Linked DNA regions of Mus musculus: all the other regions are linked to region 2. A link is a contact called in public Hi-C, HiChIP or PLAC-seq and promoter capture Hi-C data. All regions are on one chromosome and are shown on one strand. The core of a region is the stretch at or near the end of the contact, and the rest is flanking DNA. Distances in the headings are between cores, read along the strand shown. Region 1 holds the start of Zfp358 (zinc finger protein 358). Region 2 holds the start of Cers4 (ceramide synthase 4). Region 3 holds the start of Pex11g (peroxisomal biogenesis factor 11 gamma). Region 4 holds the start of Insr (insulin receptor). Region 5 holds the start of Arhgef18 (rho/rac guanine nucleotide exchange factor (GEF) 18).

Region 1 (3,830 bases), core at 180-2,679, 1.0 Mb after region 2:
CACATCTGTTATCCCAGCATCTTTTGAGGATGAGGCTGGCAGATCTGATCAGCCTGGGCTACAAAATAATAACGTTTTTCAAAACTAAGGAGGGGTGCATACATGGCCCCCTTCTGGGGAAAGGGGCAGAAGGATCACTAAGAACTCCACAGCCAGAGGGTGGAGAGAGCAGTTAATATAGCAATTTTCCAATTGGCTTATAAGATTGTGGATTTTAACCCCTTGGTGAAGAGCCGGTGATAACTATAGCTTGGGGGGGGGCCTCTGGGGGGTTACAGAGAGAACTGGGGGGTGGGGCACAGAGGGCTGAGGAGGAATGTCTTCAAGGGAAGGGAGTTCCTGAACCACACACTCCTTGATTAGGGTATGAAGACTGTTTTAGGGAAAGAGGCAGATGTGGAGAAAGAGTAACACCTCTCTACCTTGGGGCTAAGTGAACTCTTTGTTGGGCTGGGCTCCAGGGGACTAGGGAGACCTACCTGACCCCAACCTCACAGTCAGGAGATAGTACACAGAGGGGCGCTGAGTTTCCCCCAACAGTTTCTCTACCTAGGCCCAACTGCTGGAGATTAGTGGGCAGTACCCCGGGGTCTCCGCCCAGATTTCTGGAGACAAGGTATTTTTAGATTGCCTTCGAAGGAAGCAGCCTCATGAACTCCCATCTTGAATGGAAACTCACATCTGTCTCGTAGATGTGCAGAGGGCAGGTGCACCCCGATCATCTCTTGGGAAAATGAGCTTCCAGAGCTCTACATCCTAAGACTGAATGTGGAAGATAACAATAACTGGGATTTTTCTTGGGATTCTTGAGGTAACACGACACCTCCCTTCTGAACACACACACACTATGGAGTATAAAGTCCCACATAGGAAGAACAATGCCCCAAGCTTCTCTTGGTTTCCAGAAAAAAAGAACCCCCTTCTGAAACAAGGAGGTGTTCTGTTCTGTGGGTTCCGAGCTAGCGGGCGCCTCCACCCATCCGGATCTCAGATTCACTGTAGATTAGGGGGTGGTCCCGCCGTTGGCCGGATAAACGTACTAGGCCTGAGCTCCTCCGGACCCCCTTCCCACCGCGTCCGCCACCTTGACCCCCCAAGTAGAGCGCTGGCACCATGTACTCTGCAAGGGGTGCGTAGAGATAGCCTGGGGCCGCGCCCCGCACCCTGCTCTTAGTGTTGAGGGGTCTCCTCCCAACCACCTCCCCCTTTTGTCCAGCCTTCCCCAATCCAGCCCGATCCGCTTTCGGGGTCACTCACCCGATGCCCCTCGCCCCTGCCCGGCCTGGCTGCACTCGCGCTGGCCAGCCGGTGTCTCCCCGCCCCAGGCTTGCAGGAAACCCCACCGATCGCCAGACCCGCTGGCGGCCCCCTCGGCCCAGCGGCCCCGCCAGGCACTCCCGGGGAGCGAGAGGGGCCGGCCGAGGGCCGCTGCGGGAGCTGCTGGGACTTGTAGTTCGCTCGAGCCCTCCGCGGCCGGCGCCATCGCTGCCCCCGCGCCGCCCCACCCCACCCCCCCGCCCCCGGGCCAAGCCTTTGTCCCGACCAGGGCCACCCGAGCTGGCGCGCGTCCAGTCTTTGTTTGCGCCCTACCAACCCGCGCCACCCTAACCCTCCATGCACCCATGTGACTTTTCGGGCCCCTTCTCCGACCCCCGATCTTGACTCTCCATCTGTATCTCTGTCTCCATCTGTCCATCTTTCTTCCATTCTGTCCCCTCCTCTCCATCTCTTTCATTATCTTCTTTAAAAAATGGATTCAGTGCCTATGCATGCCGTGTTGCGCATGGGGAAATCAGTAGATAAGTTCCAGGAGTCCGTTCTCTCCTTATTCCATCCCAGGGATAGAACCAGGGTCTGCAGGCTTGGCCGTGCACTTTTACATGCTGAACTATCTCTCCAGTCCTCCTTTTTTCCCCATTCTCCTTCTCTACCGTAATTTATTTTTTCCTCTTTTAATTTCTTTGCCTCTGGCCCAGTCATTTTCTCTGCCTCTGCCTTTTGTCTCTGCCTACCTTTGTCTTGCCTTCTTTTTCATTTCTCTATCTTGTTTCAAACACCAGCTATCATGATACTCAAATTATATAAGCAAGAGGCCGGGGGAGGGTGTGCTTTGAGAAGGCCTGCAATTTAAATATGCACTTGTCTTTTCTTCATCTAGTATTATCTCAGAAAGTTTAGGGCTGTCAAAATGGCTCAGTGGGTGATGGTTTGTGGTAAGACAGGTGGTTAGAGAGGTGACCCAGTCGGTAAACTGCTTGTTGCAGAAGCTGAAGACCTGGCTTGAGATCTCTGTCACCTATGTGGAAGGACAGATTCAGTGGTGGGTATCTAGAATCCTAGCTTTGAGGTGGCTGAGGCAAGAAGACCCAAGGGCTCACTGGCCAGCCAGTCTAGCTGAATCAGTGAGCTCCCAGGGTCATTGTGAGACTGTGTCTCAAAAAGTAAGGTTGGAGGGACAACCAAGTGGCTTAGTGGGTAAAGGTGCTTGGTGAAAGGCCAAGGACCCGAGTCTGATTCCTTAGGACCAACATGGGTGGAAAGATCAAACTATTTTCTAACCTCCACATGGAAGATATACACACACCACTACATAAATAAATGCAATTTTAAAAAATTAAAATAAGGTGGGACCCATTGAGGAAGACACCTGAAGTCAATCTCTCTAGTCCACATATATGTGTAAGTACAAGTTCTCCCCCTCCCCTGTCTCTATCACACAAGTGCACACACACAGAGTTTTTGTTGATAGTAGAATCTTTCACTAATTTTAGGTAACCTTTTGCCCTCTGATCCTTCCATTTTCTCAGCTTCCTATTCAAATGACAGGTGACACCAGAGGCAGTCCAGGAGGCTGGACCAAGAGCTGATTTCTGGAAGACGTTAGCCAGGACCAAGGAAGGCTCTAGACCACACTTTAAAGCCCCAGCTCCCTCCACCGCAGGGGGAATGAAAACAAGCCCAGGGGGATCTGGCAGCTGGACTCTGGATGTTGCTGCCTGAGTATAAACAGTGGTCACAAAGAGAAATTAATGGTACAGCAAGGCTACCCTCTGACCAAAGCTGAATTAAGATAGACACAAGAATAGGTTGCAGCTAGAACAATGACCACACATCTCCTCTTGTCCCCATAACACACATGACTGCCCGTTTGCCAGCCATAACCCACACTACTTTCAACCCACCCACATCGCTGAGATAAAAGTAGCTGGAATCCCAGCCACAGACTGGGATTAACCATAACCATGGCACTAACCATAATTTTCCCTAAAACTACCCAGCCTGAGTCCATGCCACCCACAGAAGTCTCCCAACACCCCCTTCCAGAGAGCACCCTCTTTTCCCCTTGAGATCAGTCTCACTGTACACAGATATTAGTCTCCTCCCTCCCTTCCCTCCTCTTTTCCTCTACAAGGTCTCTTGTAGCCCAGGTTGACCTCAAATTTACTATGTAGCTGAGGATGTCCTTAAACTTCTAATACTTTTGCCTCCACCTTAAAAAAAAAAAAGATTGATTTATTATATGTAAGTACACTGTAGCAGTTTTCAGACACTCCAGAAGAGGGCATCAGATCTGATTACAGATGGTTGTGAGCCACCATGTGGTTGCTGGAATTTGAACTCAGGACCTCTGGAAGAGCAGTCAGTGTGCTTAAACACTGAGCCATCTCTTCAGCCCCCCGACCTTGCTTTTTTTTTTTTTTTTTTTTTTTAATTACATTTATGGGGCTGTTAAGATGGATTGGCAACTCTTGCAGAAGACTCAGATTTAGTTTCCAGTACTTACATGGCAGCTCACAACCCTCTGTAACTCCAGTTCCAGGGGATCTAAC
Region 2 (4,354 bases), core at 1,782-4,281:
AAAGGAGGGAGGGGAAACTGCAGTCTGGATGTAAAGTAAATAATTTTTTTAAAGCGCTTCTAGGAAGCTGCCAGCATTCAGTCCTCGAGAGGCTGATCCCCCTGTTGCTTGAGAAAGCATGAATTCATCCCACAGTGTTTCTCTTTCTTCCGTCCAATCATCCCATGTAACCCAGAACACAGACAGCTGTCACTCAGCCAGGATGCAGCCTTCCCTGACACTCTCTGGGCCAAGCCGTGTTACTGCACTCAGTTCTACCCTGAGGCATGAACTCTGCAATAGCCCGGTGTTAACAGACTAGTTTCATCAGGCACTGATTACTAGCCAGGCATTGTCCTAGGTTCTTTTAACTATATGAGGAGTTTAACTGCTATTGGTCCCATTTTACAACTGGGGAAAATGAGGTAAACCCACTAGCCGGAGGGCTGCACCGCTCTGCAAGCCCAGACTGGAGAGGAAAGCAACCTGGGGCACCCAGATCAGAGGGGAGCACTCCCCACTGCAATGCTTTCTTGTGTCATCTCAGGGTGGGAGTAGGGGCCTTTACCCACTCTCTTTGTCCTCTTTAGTAAGCCCAGAGGCTCCTTTTGCTAAATGTTCATTCACTCCCTCCCAGGCACTGTACCAACTAAATGCCCCCACCCCCACCCCTCTACTGGCCAACAGCCTAGGATTTGGAAGAGGATAGTGTTCTCCTCAGAGTAGGCATGGAAGCTAACCACAGGTTCTCAGGAATGTAAAGGGCACAGGTTTTCAAGTACTATCAACAGCTGTGGACCCAGTAAGGAGAAAGATACTTCAGACCCATTTTCCAGATGGGCAAACAAAAGCTCAGAACCCTTTCCTGCAGCCAGGAGTTCCCAGCTTTTATCTATTGCCTCTTCTCGCCTTGACTCCTGGAAACAACCCCCTTTAGGAGTGAGTAAAGTGAGAAGGTAAAGAAGATTCCCCAATACTCCGGCAACCTGGCTGGCCTTCAGAGAAGGTTCAAGGCAGGCCGAGTGATGCTATTGGAACTCCACTCAAACTGACTCTACGGCTGGGAAAAGGCAAGCTGTAAAGGATGTGGGGCTTCCAGGGCAAGTTCATAGTCTGAGATTCCTTTCTTGGGGATCTCCATCCAACCAACAGGTCCAGGTCACCCCACTGGAGACCACACTGGTGCCTGGGACCTTGGCTGAGCCCAAACTGCTCTCTTAGGAAGCCCTGTCTCCTAAATCCCCGTATCACTCATAGATTTTGCAAGCTCAAGGCGTAACTGGCTTACAGAATGAATTCAAAGACGGCTTAAACAAGTTAGTGAGCCCGGGCGTGGTGGCGCACGCCTTTAATCCCAGCACTGGGGAGGCAGAGACAGGTGGACTTCTGAGTTCAAGGCCAGCCTGGTCTACAGAGTGAGTTCCAGGACAGCCAGGGCTATACAGAGAAACCCTGTCTCGGCAAAAAAAAAAAAAAAAAAAGAAAAGAAAAGAAAAGAAAAGAAAAAGTTAGTGAGGTGGTCTCAAAATAAAACCTAAGGACTAAGCTGGTGCTAGCTCAGTCAGTACAGCGCTTGCTATGCAAGTATGACAACCTCCAGGTTCAGTTAAGAGACCTGTCTCAGGAACTAATATGGAGAGTGAGAGAGGAAGGCATAAGAAGTCAATCTCTGGCCTCCACACACACATAGATGCACACACACATGCATACACACATTGACACCACAAGTTAGTGTACACACACACACACGTACACACACACACACACACACACACACACACACACACACGAAGGAAGGAAGGAAGCAACCAAAGTGCTGCAGCGGCAAAGTGCTTGTCTAGCATGAGGCCCTAGATTCAACCTAGCCCTTCCCCCAAATAAAATAAGGCCCCTTCCAAATTCTCAGAAGACCACCTCGGAAAGCTTCACACAGACCTTCCTCACATCTCACTTCCAAACAAGCATGAAACACAATTCTTGGGGGGAAACACAGAATTTCTAACTTACCTCTTATCACTTCACGCACCTTCCATCAGGGGTCCAGCCAGACGTCCAGGTTGCCCTGGTGTCTTTTCAACTTTCCCAGCATAGGGCAGGGTCTTCCTCTCAAGACACAATCAGATGGCTGTTGCTTGCTGCCTTAAACATCCCTTGTACACACAGCCCGGAGGATGGAGCTGTGGGCTCCTCATTGTCTTCCAAGCCCTGGTCAACCACTCCCTACCTCCTTTCTTCCCTGTATACACTCCAGCCTCTTTTCTGGTCTGCAAATACACCAGCCTGGCCATTTCCCTAGGATTTTGTGGCCTGGGCCCAGAAAGCTCTCCATAGCAGGTGCCCTCATGACAGGCTGCCCCTTTCCCTCAGACACCATAGGCTTCCTCACAACACTTCAACCTCCTTCCTCCAGGATTTGGATAGTGCTCTACACACTCCCTTGTTTCCCAGAGGCTGGGTCTACGTGGTTCCCGAATCTCTGTGTCTGCGGCCTTCGGCCTTCGCCTGTCGGGTCGGTAGCACCCAGCAGGCGCTCCGTACAAATTCTCTAGTGACAGACATTCCTGTGGCGCAGTGCCTGTTCACATGTCCGGATTCCCCACGTCACGACAACCCCCATTCTCTCCCGCGCGTTTTCTATTCATGTCCACCACCTGCACCTGCTCCATGGGGGCACCACAGCTCTCAGATCAGAATGCAACCTGATCCCCGACCAGATGGGAAACTCTGAGAAATACCTTGTCGGAGAAATGATGGGAAACTAAATGACTGTTTTGGCTCCGAGCCGGACTGCTCTTAGCCCTGGAGGAGAGGAATGTTTCGAGGGTATCTACTAGGGCGGCGCCCCCAGAGAGGGGTGATTGCTTACCTGGAGGTTCAGAAAGCAAGATGCAGGCCGAGGCGGTGCGGAGATCAGCTAATCCGAAGATGCCTTAGACAAGCCGCAGACCGCTCTGGGCCGAGAAACTCCTCGCTACAGAGCCTCCACCCGCGAGGGAGGAAATAGGACCGGAGGGGGCCTCCGGGAGGAGTTTGATGGGGCCTTGGGCGTGGTCTGAGCAGGGGAAAAGGGCGTGGCTTCAGTGCGGTCGGGCCCAGTGGGCCAAAGAACCGCTTGGTCCAAAACCCTGAGTCCTAAACTGCCCAACCGGCGGCCTGGCCTCGCCCCCACGCCACCAGGCCCCTCCCTAGACCCCCACCTTATAGTCGTTTGTCTCCTCCAGACCCCGCCCTGAGCCCCTAATCCTGCACCTTGGGACCCTCCCTCCAGCCTCGCCCTAGACTATTACCAGCTCCTTCAGTTTCCAGGCCCCGCCCACAGCCCCCTACCCGCCGCCGCCACCAGGACCCGCCCCCAACTCCACTCAACCTCTGGTCTGCTACTCCTCACCCCAATCCCTGCTTTCAGCCTCTTCCTCTAACTGGCAAGGCCTGGTCCCCAGCCCAGTCCAGCCTTATCAGGCCCCGCCCCGACCGGAGGCTGTTGTGGGCACCTGGCCTTTCTCCAGCCATGCTGTAGGTTTCTGCAGAGCATATCTCTGACGTTTTAACCCAGCAGCGTCTACTAGGCACTCTCTCTGGATCTTGTTTTCCAGTTCTAGGTCTCTTCTTTGTGATGCTCTGGCTTGTCTTTCTGCCTGCACTCTGTTTCTCAGATGCACTGCTAGGCTCTGCAAAGGAAGCTTGGATCGTTCTGCAGGCCTCAGCACCCCAGGGCATCAGTACTTGGAGTCGGTCAGACCAACCTAGAGGATTGCTGGGCCTGGGCCCACCAAGAAGCTGTCCACAGGATTGAAAAGGAGAAGGGAGATTACATTAATATGTCGGCTATGGTTTTGTGAGGTGCAAAGATCAGGCAAGATCTGAGAGATTAAGCTGAGATACAAGTCAGAGTGGGTGATAGCTGTTTCCACTGTTTGACCTAGGATAATGCAGGAGGATGTTGGCCTCTCCTTGCCTAGTACAACCAGAGGAAAGACAATTCTAGGGCAAGCAGTTAGAAGAGACTTCTAATAACTTGTCATCTTTGTAAAAGAGAATATAATATAAGGACATCAAGCCTAGCTCAGAAGGTAGACTGCTTGTCTAGTATACAGGTGTCCCTGAGTTTGATAAGCCAAGGGTGATATATAGACCAGATGCCAATGTGAAAGAGGAAAGTCACACAGGGTATTCCCAAGCACTTAGACCATGGGAGCCACTTATCTTGATAGTGACATGGAAATACAAGCCAGAGGTCCACAGAGAAGTGGAGGATTTGAGTGTACAAGGGTCATGGAGAAATGTTCAGTGGAAGTTACAACCAAAGTTGGATGGCTGAAGAAGAGTGGGGTGTCAGCTTTTTACTTGCATGCCTAGGCCTGCTCCACAGTCTGGA
Region 3 (4,370 bases), core at 1,460-3,959, 1.0 Mb after region 2:
TTGTTGGTTTTGTTTTGTTATTTCAAGACAGGGTTTCTCTGTATAGCCCTGGAACTCACTCTGTAGACCAGGCTGGCCTTGAACTCAGAAATCCACCTACAGAAGTGCTGGGATTAAAGGCATGTGCCACCACACCTGGAAACAGTTTTTATTTTAAAGTTTTATTTATTTTATTCATATGAGTACACTGTAGCTGTCTTCAGACACACCAGATGGGGGTATTGCATTCTATTACAGATGGTTGTGAGCCACCATGTGGTTGCTGGGATTTGAACTCAGGGCCTCTGGAAGAGCAGTCTGTACTCTTAACCGCTGAGCCATCTCTCCAGCCCTTCCTTCACCTTTTAAAGCAGTGGTTCTCAACCTGTAGGTAGTGACTCCCACAGGGCTCCCATATCAGATATCCTGAATATTGGATATTTACATTATAATTTATAACAGCAAAATTACACTTACGAAGTAGCAAAGAAATAATGTTATGGTTGGAGTTACCACAGCATGAGGAACTGTATTAAAGGGTTGCAGTATTAGAAGGGCTGAGAACCACTCTTCTAGAAACAAACAAGGGCTGAAGAGACGGCCAAGGAATTAATTAAGCACATATGTCTCCTCCAGAGGACCAAAGTTCGTCCAGCTCATAGCAGTCTGTAACTCTAGCTCTGGGGGATTCAATGCTTGTGCCCTCTGAGGCCACCCATACACTTGGTCTTGAGAGCATATGCTCACATGAGCACACAGCACCTGCATGTGCATACATGCACACACACATAAACACACAAAGAGCAGATGGGGAGAGGACACTGTCTGAATAGCTAGGCTGCCTACCAGCTGAGCTTTACGAATGCAGCTCTCTCAATCATCCTCCAGTCTGGGGTGGCTTTCTAGAGATTTTTTGCGTTACCCTGCTCCCTTAAGCAGCCTCAATAAACTCACTGCTTCACCATATCAGACCTGAGTGAAATAATTTGACCTGAGTGAAATAATTTCTTTGCTTGATTCTGGGTCTTTTCTTTTTCCTTTCCTTTCTTTCTTTTTCCCTCTTTTTAAAAAAATTATTTATTGTTATACACTATATATATATATAATATATGTTATACACACATATATTATATATATAATAAATAATATATACATATTATTTATTGTTATACACTATATATATTATATATATATGTTATACACACACACACACACACACACACACACACATATATATATGGCTCAGTGGTTAAGAGCATCGACTGCTCTTCTGAAGCCCCTGAGTTCAAATCCCAGCAACCACATGATGGCTCACAACCATTCATAGTGAGATCTGATGCCCCCTTCTGGTGCATCTGAAGACAGCTACAGTGTACTTATAATAATAAATAAATCTTTTTAAAAAAAAATACTGTTCTGGGGTCTGTGAATGTGGCTCAGTATAGAACATTAGCTTACCATGCAGAGAGCTCTGGGTTCCATCCCAGCACCACACAAACCAGACTTGGTGGCACACACCTGTCATGCCAGCACTTCTGAGGTTGAGGCAGGAGGACCAGGAGGAGTCCAAGGCCAGTCTTGGCTACAAATTAATTCAGTTGGAGCCCAGCTTGGACTACATAAGATCTTGTTTCAAAACAAATACTCAAAATACTTGTGTCTTCACTCCTCCAAACACAACAAAAAAACAAAACAAAACAAAGCAAAACAAAACAAAACACAGCTGGTTAAGGTGAATTCTCTGGGTGCCCTGCTCAGGTAGATATGGATCAAACACCTTTAGCGATCAACTTTTGTCCTTCCTGGAAGGAAGAGTGGAAGAGAACTTTGACTATTTTGTAGTTGTTTTTACACACACGCGCATGTGCACCACACCATAACTGTGGAGGTTAGAGGACAGCTAGCACCAGAGTGGGTTCTTACTTTCAACTATGCCAGTCCCAAGGATGGAACTCATGTCTTCAGGCTTGACCTACATGCGCCTCTACCAACTGTGCCATCCTGCTGGCCCAGAGCTCCCTATGTAGATCTGGCTAGCCTGGAACTCACGGAGAACCTCTGCCCCCTGAATGCTGGGATTAAAGGTACTTGTTCCCTGCCGAGCTCATTTTTCTTCTAAAGGTGCCTTTTAGCCAGGTAACTAATGATATCTAATATAACATATCTAATGATGTCTTGGAGCCTTGTGCCACATGCCTATCATCCAGCATTTGGGAGACTAAATAAGGAGTGTAAGGCCAGTTTGAGCACATGGTGAGTTCAAAGATAGCGTGAACTAAATGAAATCCTCAAAAAAAAAAAAAAAAAAAAAGAAAGAAATCTAATCACCCCTCAAAGAAAGTGAAAATCAAGATGCCTTGTGAGAGTACACCAGTCACAGATGCTCAGAACAGACAAACTGATAAAGCAGGTACATGAAGCCCACAAGTGAAGCTTTTGATTGTCCCCACTCCCCGCTCCCCCCCCCCCCCGCCCGTAGGCAATGAATTAATTTTTGAAACATTTTGCTTGCGGAGTTGCCTAAGCAGCGGTGGAGCGAATTTCAACAGGCTTAGAAGGTCATTCTGGGTGTCCGTGGGCAGGGAGGACAGACGTGGCAGTAATACATTTGCAAACTGGGTTCGGGCTAGCACGCCTACAAGGTAGCAGTACTCGGACAAAGGGCAGGCAGTTGCGCCTGCGCGGACCTTCGGACCTTTCCAAAGGAGTTTGACCCCGCCCTGGGTGACGTCACGACCGAGTTGCCATGGCTCTGCTGAACCGTCTGGCTTCCGCGCTGGAGTCCCACCGGGTCCGGGACCGCCTGGTGAGAGGAAGTCTGGGGCCTTGGCGGGACCGGAGTGACCTGGAGTTTGGTCAGGTCTCAGAGATGAGGAAAACAGGCCAGAGAGGGGGTCCTAAAGGGACCGGTGTCTTACATGACAGCAGGCTGTCGGCAGGCTGGTGTCTTACCTGAGAACTTCCTACCTCAGCCTCCCGAATTGCTGGGATTACAGGTGTGTGCCATCACACACAGCTTGAAACTAATCATTTCTGATAAGCAAGTGAAATAATAAAAGATCTGGGACTGTAGCCCACTGCATTCCTAGCATAGACGAAACCTTTAGGTCCTTCCTCAGCACCGCACAAACCAGATATATTGGCACAAGCCAGTGATCTCGGCACTTCTAATGGAAAGATCAGGAGTTCAAGGCCAGCCTGGGCTACAGGATACCCTGTCTCAAAACAAAAGAAACAAAGATACAAGGGCGGTGAGCCTGCTAAATTTCCGTGTTCTAAGTGTCTTACTGAATGGCCCCTCTCTAAAGTCTTCCAAGCAAATGGCTATTTTGCCACCTAGACTGCTTTTTCAGTCCTGCTAAAGGCAGAGCTAGGCGGAAGAGCCTTATGCCCCTGCCTGTGGGCAAAGGAGAGCCCAGGAGGTGGGAAATAGTTTTGTTTTCTGTCATTTCAACCATTGGTGAGCAAGCTAGCACTCTAATGGGACTCCCCATGGCAACTCTTCCCCCCCTCCCCTTCCCCTCTCCTCTCTTCCCCTCTTCTTTCTTTGTTGAAACAGGACCTTGTTATGAAGTTCTGGTTGCCTATAACTTACCTTGTAGTCCAGGCTGACCCTGAACTTTCTTGTCCTTATGCCTCAGCTCCCCAAATACTGGCTGGGATGACAGGTGTGCCTCACCACACCCGGCTATGTGGCACTTTTTGGATTTTGATGTCAAGCTCTCCTCTTAACTTCTGCCTTGCCTGGGATGTTGGCTCAATTGGTAGAGTGCTTGTGCATTGTGCACGATTTGGTCTCAGTCTCAAGTACACCAGATGCTTGTACACCTCTCATTCCAGAGTTTGGGAGGTGGAAACAGGAGGATCAGGAATTCTAATCATGACCACGGTGTCTGGTTAGCCTGGGCTACGGAGACCCCGTCTCAAATTAACAAATTAGAATAATGTTACATCTTTTAAAAAAGGAAGAGAGAACGAAAGAAGCTTTCAGTTTTAGCCAGATTAAGTGCCCCATGCTTGTTATTACAGCCTTGCGGATGCTGAGGCAGGGGCATGGCAGTGACTTGCTGGGCTATGCAGTGAGTGAGGTGAACGTGAGACCCAGCCTCAGCAACCAAAAGAAAGAAACAAAAGATAAAAACCTTTCAGATTGGGTTGGCAGTTTGATGACTCTTAGAACTTTCTGGGTTTTTTTGAGACAGGATCTCAGTAGCCCAGGCTGGCCTTAAACTTGGAGGTGATCCTCCTGCCTCTGTTTCTCAAGTACTGACAAGTATAGGCCTGATCCACCGTGCCCAGCAACTCTTTCCAGTTTCCATCCTAAAGTGTCCATGGCTGGGTGTGTGGTAGGGGATTGCAGCTCAGCCATGATTGGAACCATGGTAACCGAT
Region 4 (4,414 bases), core at 1,492-3,991, 1.2 Mb after region 2:
TTTGCCTTCCAAGAATGAAGACCTGAATTTAGAGGTTCTTAAAACACAGATTAAAAAAAAAAACAAAACAAAACTGGGTGCACGTGTGGTGGGTCATGCTAGTAATCCCAGAGTTTGGAAGGCAGAGATGGAAGTTCACTGGTGAACTCCAGGATCAGTGAAAACTCTTGTCTCAAAAAATATGGTCTAGAGGGATGTAAGAAGAGCCCTGATGTTGACTTGTGGCCCCTACAAGCACAGGCGCACTTGTATATGCATATCCACACCCACACATACTACCTTCACAGATGCACACACGAGTCAGGCACACAGTGGTGCAGTGCTGGAGCATCTGCACCCTTTTCATTTCCACTCAGATTCTCCTCTCCTCTCTGCAGCTACAGCACCTGAAAACCTCAGGGCCGTTGCACAAGCCCTGTATACCACGACACGTTTTCTCCCAGCTTGTCTTGACTGGCATCCCTTCCTTCAGATTTCAGCTTCAAGTGCTTTCTTTCCCCCATGGACACTTCTGAATCTACCCCCTCCCTCAACTCTTCACACAGGACATATACACCCACTCTACAAGGAAACAGATCATGCTGATTTTGTGTAACTGGAAATCCCTCATTATAGGTGACACGTAGATTCTTCCAGTGAACAAATATTTATTAGCCCATAGGTCCGTCAATAGATATGGGGGAGGCAGGTTAAAAAGCAATGACAAGCAAGACAATAAATAAGAATGTCAGGGAGGGGTATGTGCTTATGATGGAATGGATGGGAGAAAGGGACCATAAGAACTGAAGGGTGTTTGCAAACTCTGGTCAGGGTAGAAAGCTCATTGGCGCAGAGACTTAGCAAAGAGAAAGAGTGACAGTTGAGGGCAAGGTTGGGGAAAGGCTTTTAAGCAGGAGCACATTTGCATAATGCAAGGACCATGGGCCCGGTGCTAAGGATTGAACCCAGGACCTCATGTGTGCTGGGCAAGTGCTCTACCAAAGAGCCACAGCCCTAGGCTACTACTTAAAAATATTTTTGAAAAAGCATTTATTTATTTATTTATTTATTTATTTATTTATTGCGTGTGTGTACAGGCACCTTTTCTGTGGGAGCTCAAGATTGAACTCAGATCTTCAGGGTTAGCAACAAGTGCCTTTACCTGCTGAGCCATATTGTCAGGTCCACTCTTATTTTGTTTTCTGTTTATTTTATTTATTTTTAAAGTCAGGACCTCATGTGTTCCAGGCTAAGCTCCAATCCTGATCCCCCTGCCTCTACCTTGTGAGTAAAGACATTAAAGACCTGCTTCCCAATGCTTGGCTCTTTGTTTTAGCGCTCTCTCTCTCCTCTCTCTCTCTCTCTCTCTCTCTCTCTCTCTCTCTTTCTGTTTATGTATATGTTTGTATGTGTGTGTTTATGTGTGTGTGTGGTGTGGTGTGCTAGGCCAAAGGTTGACCTTAAGTGTCTTTCTCTATTGCTTGCCACTTTACTTTTATTTTTACCTTTTTTTTTACAGATATTGTCAAACCCATTGCACAGACCAGCAGCCACAGTCCGGGTCTGAGTGAACATGTGAAGCAAAGGATAGAGGACTCTGTACTGCACATATTCCTAAGGCACCGACAGGGTTAGCGCCTCATGATGTGGTTGAGCAGGGCTGCTAGTGAATGGCTTTCTTAGACATACAGCCACCTACTGGTATGTGTGTTGAAAATGGAGTTATGTCTGCTCTGATCCTATATGAAGTTTCTAACGTGTTTCTAGAAGCCTTGTTATGTTCTTCTAGAGTCATTTCCTTATTGATTTCTGCTGGAATTCAGTGCTGGGTGGAGGGGGCGCAGGCCAGGGAATACAGGCTGCCTGCATTGTGGACACGTGGCTGTGGCCTGGAAGCTGGTGCCTCCAAGCTGCTGGGCGGGAGCTCACTGGGGAGGGAACTTGTTGGGCGCCTACTAGCTCCTCGAGAGAGCCAGGGTTGGGAGAATCTCGTAAGACATTGGTAGCATAGGCTGTAAAGAAAAACAGAATCAAAGGTAAAGAATTAAAGTGAATTCCCCACGGGAGTCAAAAAAATAGTAAAAAGGAGTAAAGAAAGACAAAATGTGCTTGGTTGAATCTGGCATCTAGGGGCATATTGGGGTGTTTATGTCCTGGGGTATCTGGCGGCATTTCCAGACTTTAAAATTGTTATTTCGGGGTAATTTGGGGTGTCTAGATCTGGCGGAGATCTAGAGTGTGCTCCAGACCTTTAAATTGGAACCTCGGTGTTACTTGTGTTTGCTGCAGTCAGGAGGGGACCTGGGGGCGTCCCTAGGCTTTTAAACTGGAACCTCAGGCCTGTTTAGTGGTTTTCGAGTCAGGCGGGGATCTGGGGACCCCTAGGTTTTAAAATCGGAACTTTGGGACTCTTTGGGGGCGTTCGTGTCAGGTGCGGATATGGGCAGCTCCGGACGTTTGACAGGTGAGTCTTAGAGTTGTTTGGGTGTTTATGTTACACTGGTATCTGAGAACGCTTACAAGCTTTTAAATCGTAATCTTTCTAAGCCAGCAGTTCGGGGTGTTGGGATTGGAAGAATCTGAAGTGAGCCTCGGGTCTCTGAAGTTGCGGGTTTTACGGGGCAAGGGGGCAAAGGGGCCGAGGAGGCGAGGAGGCGAGGAGGCGTGGCGTTGCCAGCTCTGGCCACGCCTCCCCGAGCTCTGCTGGCTTTCTCCCCCTCCCCCCCCAGCGGGCCTCACTGGAGCGCACAGTCCCTTCCCTGTCTTAATCCGCGCCACCTTTTCCCTTGGCCCGCGCGGGCCCAGCTGACGGGCTGCGTTGTTTACGGGCTGGAGTCGAGCCCTAGCTCCCGCCGCCACCACCAGCCCAGGTGCCCTCCAGTGCGCGCGTCCCTCTGTCTCAGACTCCACACAACGCGACCCACCCAGAGCTGCACGGAGGGCAGAAGCAGGAGACCCGGACAGGAGACGCACCGCGGTGAGCTCTGGACTCTGGGATTGCGGGCACGGGACCGGGCCTGGGTGACCTGCGGGCCGCGCCACGGTGTTGCTTGCGGCCGAGGCCTCTGTGCTCTTCCCGGGACTGTCCCCAGGGCCCTCTAGGCTGGAGAGCTGCGGCCTGTGAGCCACGGGCGTGGAAGAGAAGGACGTGCGGCCCCGAGCGCCTCTCCAGAGACCTTCTCACGGAGTATGTCCCCAGTAGGCCGGCGTGGCGTGCTCTGATCGCCGGGGTCCCAGCACTCCTACTGCTATGGGCTTCGGGAGAGGATGTGAGACGACGGCTGTGCCATTGCTGGTGGCCGTGGCCGCGTTGCTGGTGGGCACAGCCGGCCACCTGTACCCTGGAGAGGGTAAGTCTGGGACAAGAGGCGATCACAGTATGTCGGGGACACTTCTCCCACCGCCCCAGCCAATCTAGAACCCTCACCCTAAGGAGTGAGGGTCGGGGACACCCCTCTCCACCGCCACAGCCAACCTAGAGAATTCTCCCTTTGGGCTGAGTAATGGGGACAACCCTTCCCATTGCTCCATACAACTTAGAGCCCCCCAGGCCCCACCAAGGAGTCAGGGTTACAGACACCCATTTCACCACTCCAGCAATATAGTCCTTTCACGAGAGTTGTGGACATTTCTCGTTCTTCTTCCATCAACCTAGAGCCCCCTCTCCACGGACTGAAGGTTGAAGACTCCCGTAGCGTCCTTGTGTCTATGAAGAGTCCCCTCCCTATAGTGATCATCTTTACACTGGGGAAGGGGAAGAGTGGGTTTGGTGGCCCTGGCCCTGCGTGAAACCCCGGCTGACCTTGGCCTTTGCTCACTGGGCTTGTGGCTCTGTACCCCGCGTGTGTCCATCTCGGGTCTGAGGAACCTTGCCCCAGTGCCCGCCCAGGCTTCGGGTGTCTGTCCCCAGTGCACCTCTCAACTGTGTCTGTTCTTTTCTCTAACCCCAAATCTGTCCTCTGAGGCTCTTTGAGGTTGCTTTAAGTAAGTATGGTTACTGGGTTGCAACAGATTCAGACATCTGAGCAGTTTAAACCCAAAGCCAGGGGTATCCTCTTCGACGGAGGACACTTGTTGGAGAATCGACCCCTTGTGGCTGCTATGTTTATAATTCTCTACTTCCAGATGTCTAGAGGCAAAGTCTGCATACCTTTGGCCCCACAGCAATCATAGTAACAGTAGGGGTAGTTTTCAGGATGGTTATAATTAGAATGATTATGAGTCTCCAGGCTGGTTAGCGCTAGAACCTCCCAGTGTTCCCTGGAGGCCAACATAGTTACATACCCATTTCAGAGAGGGCTAAAATGAGGTTCAGTTAGCCCATTTGTTCAGAGGCTGGTCTTATAGTTCTGTGCTTGGTTATGGCCAAGGCAGGAGGATAGCGAGTTGTTTGAAGCAAGCCCAGCTATTGAGTGAGTTTTGAGGCTAGTTAGAC
Region 5 (3,870 bases), core at 791-3,290, 1.1 Mb after region 2:
GATGGTTCAGTCCAGATTCACTGAGGAGTTTGCAGTTAACCACATGCGCGTGACCTATGCATGAGCACATGCTGGTGTGTGTACAAGTGTGTATGTGTGTGAGGCAGGAGGTTGACATGGAGTGTTTCCCACAATCGCTTTCTGTCTTTTTTATAAACTTAGTTAATTATTAGTTGATTATTAATTTGCACGTGTGGGCACAATCCACAGAACGTGAGCAGAGGTCAGAGGGCAACTTGCAGGAGTCAGTTCTCTCTCCAACGTATGGATCCCAGGGCTCAGGCTCGGGTCCTCAGGCTTAGCCTCTACCTGCTGAACCGTCTTGCTGGCTCCCACCTTATTTTTTCTTATTTTTATTTTCGAGACCGGCTTTCCCTGACTCTCCTTGAGGTTCACTGATTCAGCTAAACTGGCTAGTCGGAGAGCTTCAGTGATCCTGTCTCTGCCTCCACAGTGCTGAGCTATCAGGCCTGCACCACCATGCTCAAAACCTGTTTTTTTTTTTCATGAGTTTAGGGGAGCTGAACCAAGTTCTTATTCTGTGTTATCTCCCTAGGTCCTCTTCAAGACCCATGAAAAGCTGCCTCAGACAGGAATTTACAGTCACAAGAAGGGTGCTTAAAGGTGGGTACAACTTGGAGTTTTCCCTCAGAAACCAGGGTGACTCTCTTGGAGGGTCAGCCCTGTGGGAGCCACATTCAAAGCCTGTCTCCTACCTAACTCACCACCTCCGTTAGAGTGGTCAGCTCTAAATCCACTGATACATGGCTCCAGGGGTCGCCTTCCTACACCCGAGAGTGCACAAAGTCAACAGAAACTGAGGAAACTGTAGTCTTGGGTGTGCCTGGTACAAACCACAGCCTGCCTCCTCACCTCACTCCATTCCGGCAGTTGTTGTGGGAGGTTCCTCAAACTGGGCCACAAAGGGAGCCACCAGTGACTCCCCAGGGTTAAGGGCCTACAGCTGGAGGGCTATTGAGCAGAGGGTGGTCCCCATTTGGAAGACCTGGAAAGATCGGCTTTTCAGCAGATGTCAGCCTTAAAATTTTGCTTTGCAGACAGGATTCTCCAAGTCTGTGTCAGGCAAGGCTGAACAAAACCCCAGAGCCAATGCTTTGAAAGGTGAAGAGGTCAAGCTGCAGTGTGGTGGTATGCGTGCATACCTGTTACCCCAGAACTGGGGAGGCACAAGTAGGAATGCTGGGAGTTGGAGGCAAGCCTGGACTGCATGGTGAGACCCAGATTCAAAAGCAAAACAAAACAGAACAAGGCAAAACACGGACACCTGCTGAAAAGGCGCTTAGACTTCCTCCCTCATCCCTGGCCCCCTACTCCTCCGTCCCCACACAGGCTTTGCTTACAAAAGGTTCCTTCAGACTCCATCATAGGTCTCCTCTAGACCAGGTGGCCTCTGAACTCCCTATGTAGCTGAGGATAACCTAAACCTCTAATCCTCCTGCCTCCATCTCCCAAGTGATGCTTGACAGCGTACAACACCCAGCTTTGACTTATGCAGTGCTGGGGATGAAACCCAGGACTTTGCCCATGCTAAGCAAGCACCCTATCAATTGAGCTATCTCCCCAGCACCCTCCAGGGTCATTTTAGGATTCCTGATCTCTGCAGTGCAAACAGCTGCCCCACTCTCTTACTGTTGTGTCCCGGCTATAGGAGTCAATCTCCTGCCTCACAGACTCTCAGACGTGCAGATCCCGAAGTGCCCACCACTCTTCAAGATAGTCACTCACCCATGAGTTCCCGATTCTTGCTCAGGTAGGTAACTGGCTTTGTTAACAGCTCTTGCAGCTCCCATGTCACACAACCAGGGTTTCAAGGGACACATGAGCCAGGCTAACCACAGAGTGGCTCAACTCTGCCCAGTTTCCTCTTTCTAAGCCACCGGCTTTTTATGGTTGTCTTCATCAATATTGAGCAGCAGGCAGCAGGGGTCAGCAAGGAGAGGAGAAAACAAATGGAGGTGGGTTATGAGGATCTGGGAGTCCACCCTCAGCCTGTACCTGCCGTAGGCGTCACGGGGAAGTAAAGTAAAGAATGTAAAGCCTCCCACGAGGGGAGGGGAGGGGAGGCAGCAGCACTGAACCCCCACCCGGCAGCTTCCTGTGGCGCCAACTGCTGAAGAGGAACGGGGTGTGAGGGCCTCACCCTAACACTCGGGCACACAAACAGAGACACATGGGACATGCAAGTCACATGTCTCTAGACAGACACACGCTGGAACACACATGGGGACAGACACATATGTGGGTGTGTGGACCCATGGAAACATGTGGAGCTGAACGCTGGGTTTGTAAATGTCTACCAGCGATCATTCTGCTTGGTATCTGTCTGTTTTCCCGGTGTAAATACTGCCACTACCGCTAACTCCACTTCTTCAACTAACGCACTGTTACCAGAGCTGTTAAGGTTAGAGCTTGAGTCCTGGCAGTCTCCTAACAAACCAGATTCAGCGACTCATTCTAAGAAAGTCAGTCGAGGAAATGGCTCAAAGGGTCAAGTGCTTGCTGTGCAAGCAAGTGGAATTGATTTTAGTTCCCCACCCCCACCTGACTAAATAAAGTCAGGGTGTGGTAAGGCCACCTGTGAGAACTCCAGTACTGAGCTGGCAGATAGGAGAATCCCAGGGAAGGGCAGGCTACCCAGTCTGATCCAGTGTTCCAGGTTCAGTGAGAGACATTGTCTCAAAAATAAGTGCATGTGGTGGTGCACGCCTTCAATCCCACTGGGCAGGCAGAGACAGGCGCACCTCTGAATCTGAGGCCAGCCCAGTCTTCAGAGGAAGTCTAGGCAACCAGGGCAAACAACAGTGAGAAGTAGAAAAAATGTATCTATTCAGGGTTGCTGCACCTGTAAGAGGACCAAACGGCCCCCTGCTCCTCCCACCTCTCCCCTCCAAGTCCATCCTTAGAGACCTGGTATTAGATGTAGGTTTAAATAGAAGGCAAGAGGTATGCGCAGGGCTGGAGAGATGGCTCAGTGGTTAGGAGTGCTTGCTAGTCTTCTAGAGGACCTGAGTTCAGTTCCCAACACCTACACTGGGTGGCTCATAACTGCTTAATTTCTGCTATAGAAGGTCCTGTGCCCCTTCTGACCTCTATAGGCACCCAACACAATTGCATGCACACACACGCACATATCCACACACAGACAAACACACATACCCCAGACAGTTGCACACACAAGCACATATTCATATACAGACAAACGCACATACCCACAGCCACCTGCATATATACATTCATATATATACACACACAAACAAATACACATACAGGTACACGCACACATATGCACACATGTGCACACACACATACACACTTAATAATAGGAATGAATATAGACTATCTTCACTCCTACCAGGATGGGTACACCAGTACCTGAAAAGGTGAGCAGAAGAAGGGTTTAAACTTGGCTCCACACTGGAACTGAGTGAGTGGTCTCTTAGCATGAAACTCTTGTGAGTTCTCAAATGTGGCCCTCTGGGAAACAGTAATGTACAAATAGCAGCATTCACACATGCAGAGATTCCTGGGTGGATACATTGGTCTTTGCACAGACATGAGAAGCTGAGCACAGTTACACACATGCTGTGTAGAATAGTAGTGTCTATACGCGCAGAAAGCTCTGAGTAGACACACATTATACTCTGGGCTCTGCACATATATGTGGAACTGTATGCACAGGTGAACACACATAGAGTATAGACAGTGAGGCCATGCCGTGGCACACAGGATGCACCACAAGCAAGAGCAACAGAAGAAAGTGTGTTTTGGCTTACAGTTCCAGAGGGCTAGTGTAGGCAGCCGGGCGCCTAAAAGATGGCGCCGGCCTCCGGTACACCGTCGCCATAAACA

What was found. Promoter capture Hi-C pulls out the DNA fragments that hold promoters and counts their contacts. A called contact is a pair of places that touch in the nucleus more often than the background predicts. HiChIP or PLAC-seq counts read pairs in DNA pulled down with a chosen protein or histone mark.
Region 1: a contact with region 2 is called in an H3K4me3 HiChIP or PLAC-seq map of embryonic stem cells, with 5 times the contacts expected there. The contact joins the promoter of Zfp358 here to the promoter of Cers4 in region 2. A contact is called at or near these places in 1 of 39 promoter capture datasets (pre-B cells) and 1 of 115 datasets of contacts at active chromatin or transcription factors (embryonic stem cells).
Region 3: a contact with region 2 is called in a promoter capture Hi-C map of pre-B cells. The contact joins the promoter of Pex11g here to the promoter of Cers4 in region 2. A contact is called at or near these places in 10 of 39 promoter capture datasets (the HPC-7 cell line, cranial neural crest, embryonic stem cells and 4 more) and 2 of 115 datasets of contacts at active chromatin or transcription factors (embryonic stem cells and large pre-B cells).
Region 4: a Hi-C map of cardiomyocytes shows a contact between it and region 2, with 2.7 times the contacts expected there. The contact joins the promoter of Insr here to the promoter of Cers4 in region 2. A contact is called at or near these places in 2 of 39 promoter capture datasets (hippocampal neurons and pre-B cells), 1 of 484 Hi-C or Micro-C datasets (cardiomyocytes) and 1 of 9 other capture datasets (liver).
Region 5: an H3K4me3 HiChIP or PLAC-seq map of pro-B cells shows a contact between it and region 2, with 4 times the contacts expected there. The contact joins the promoter of Arhgef18 here to the promoter of Cers4 in region 2. A contact is called at or near these places in 2 of 39 promoter capture datasets (pre-B cells and stem cell-derived epiblast-like cells) and 1 of 115 datasets of contacts at active chromatin or transcription factors (pro-B cells).

Annotation. Positions count from the first base shown.
Region 1 is chr8:3,490,737-3,494,566 of GRCm38.p6, reverse strand. Zfp358 (zinc finger protein 358) reads right to left here and starts at 1,429. Exons shown (of 2, transcript NM_080461.2): 1 at 1,258-1,429.
Region 2 is chr8:4,492,082-4,496,435 of GRCm38.p6, reverse strand. Cers4 (ceramide synthase 4) reads right to left here and starts at 3,031. Exons shown (of 11, transcript NM_026058.4): 1 at 2,846-3,031.
Region 3 is chr8:3,465,987-3,470,356 of GRCm38.p6, reverse strand. It overlaps Pex11g (peroxisomal biogenesis factor 11 gamma), which reads left to right and starts at 2,709. Exons shown (of 5, transcript NM_026951.3): 1 at 2,709-2,785. The coding sequence starts at 2,726. It also overlaps a transcript of Tex45 not described here.
Region 4 is chr8:3,277,944-3,282,357 of GRCm38.p6, reverse strand. Insr (insulin receptor) reads left to right here and starts at 2,741. Exons shown (of 21, transcript NM_010568.3): 1 at 2,741-3,329. The coding sequence starts at 3,230.
Region 5 is chr8:3,351,607-3,355,476 of GRCm38.p6, reverse strand. Arhgef18 (rho/rac guanine nucleotide exchange factor (GEF) 18) reads right to left here and starts at 2,040. Exons shown (of 29, transcript NM_001370668.1): 1 at 1,747-2,040. The coding sequence starts at 1,750. It overlaps Gm30369 (a long non-coding RNA gene), which reads left to right. Exons shown (of 5, transcript XR_870091.2): 2 at 557-624; 3 at 1,670-1,771.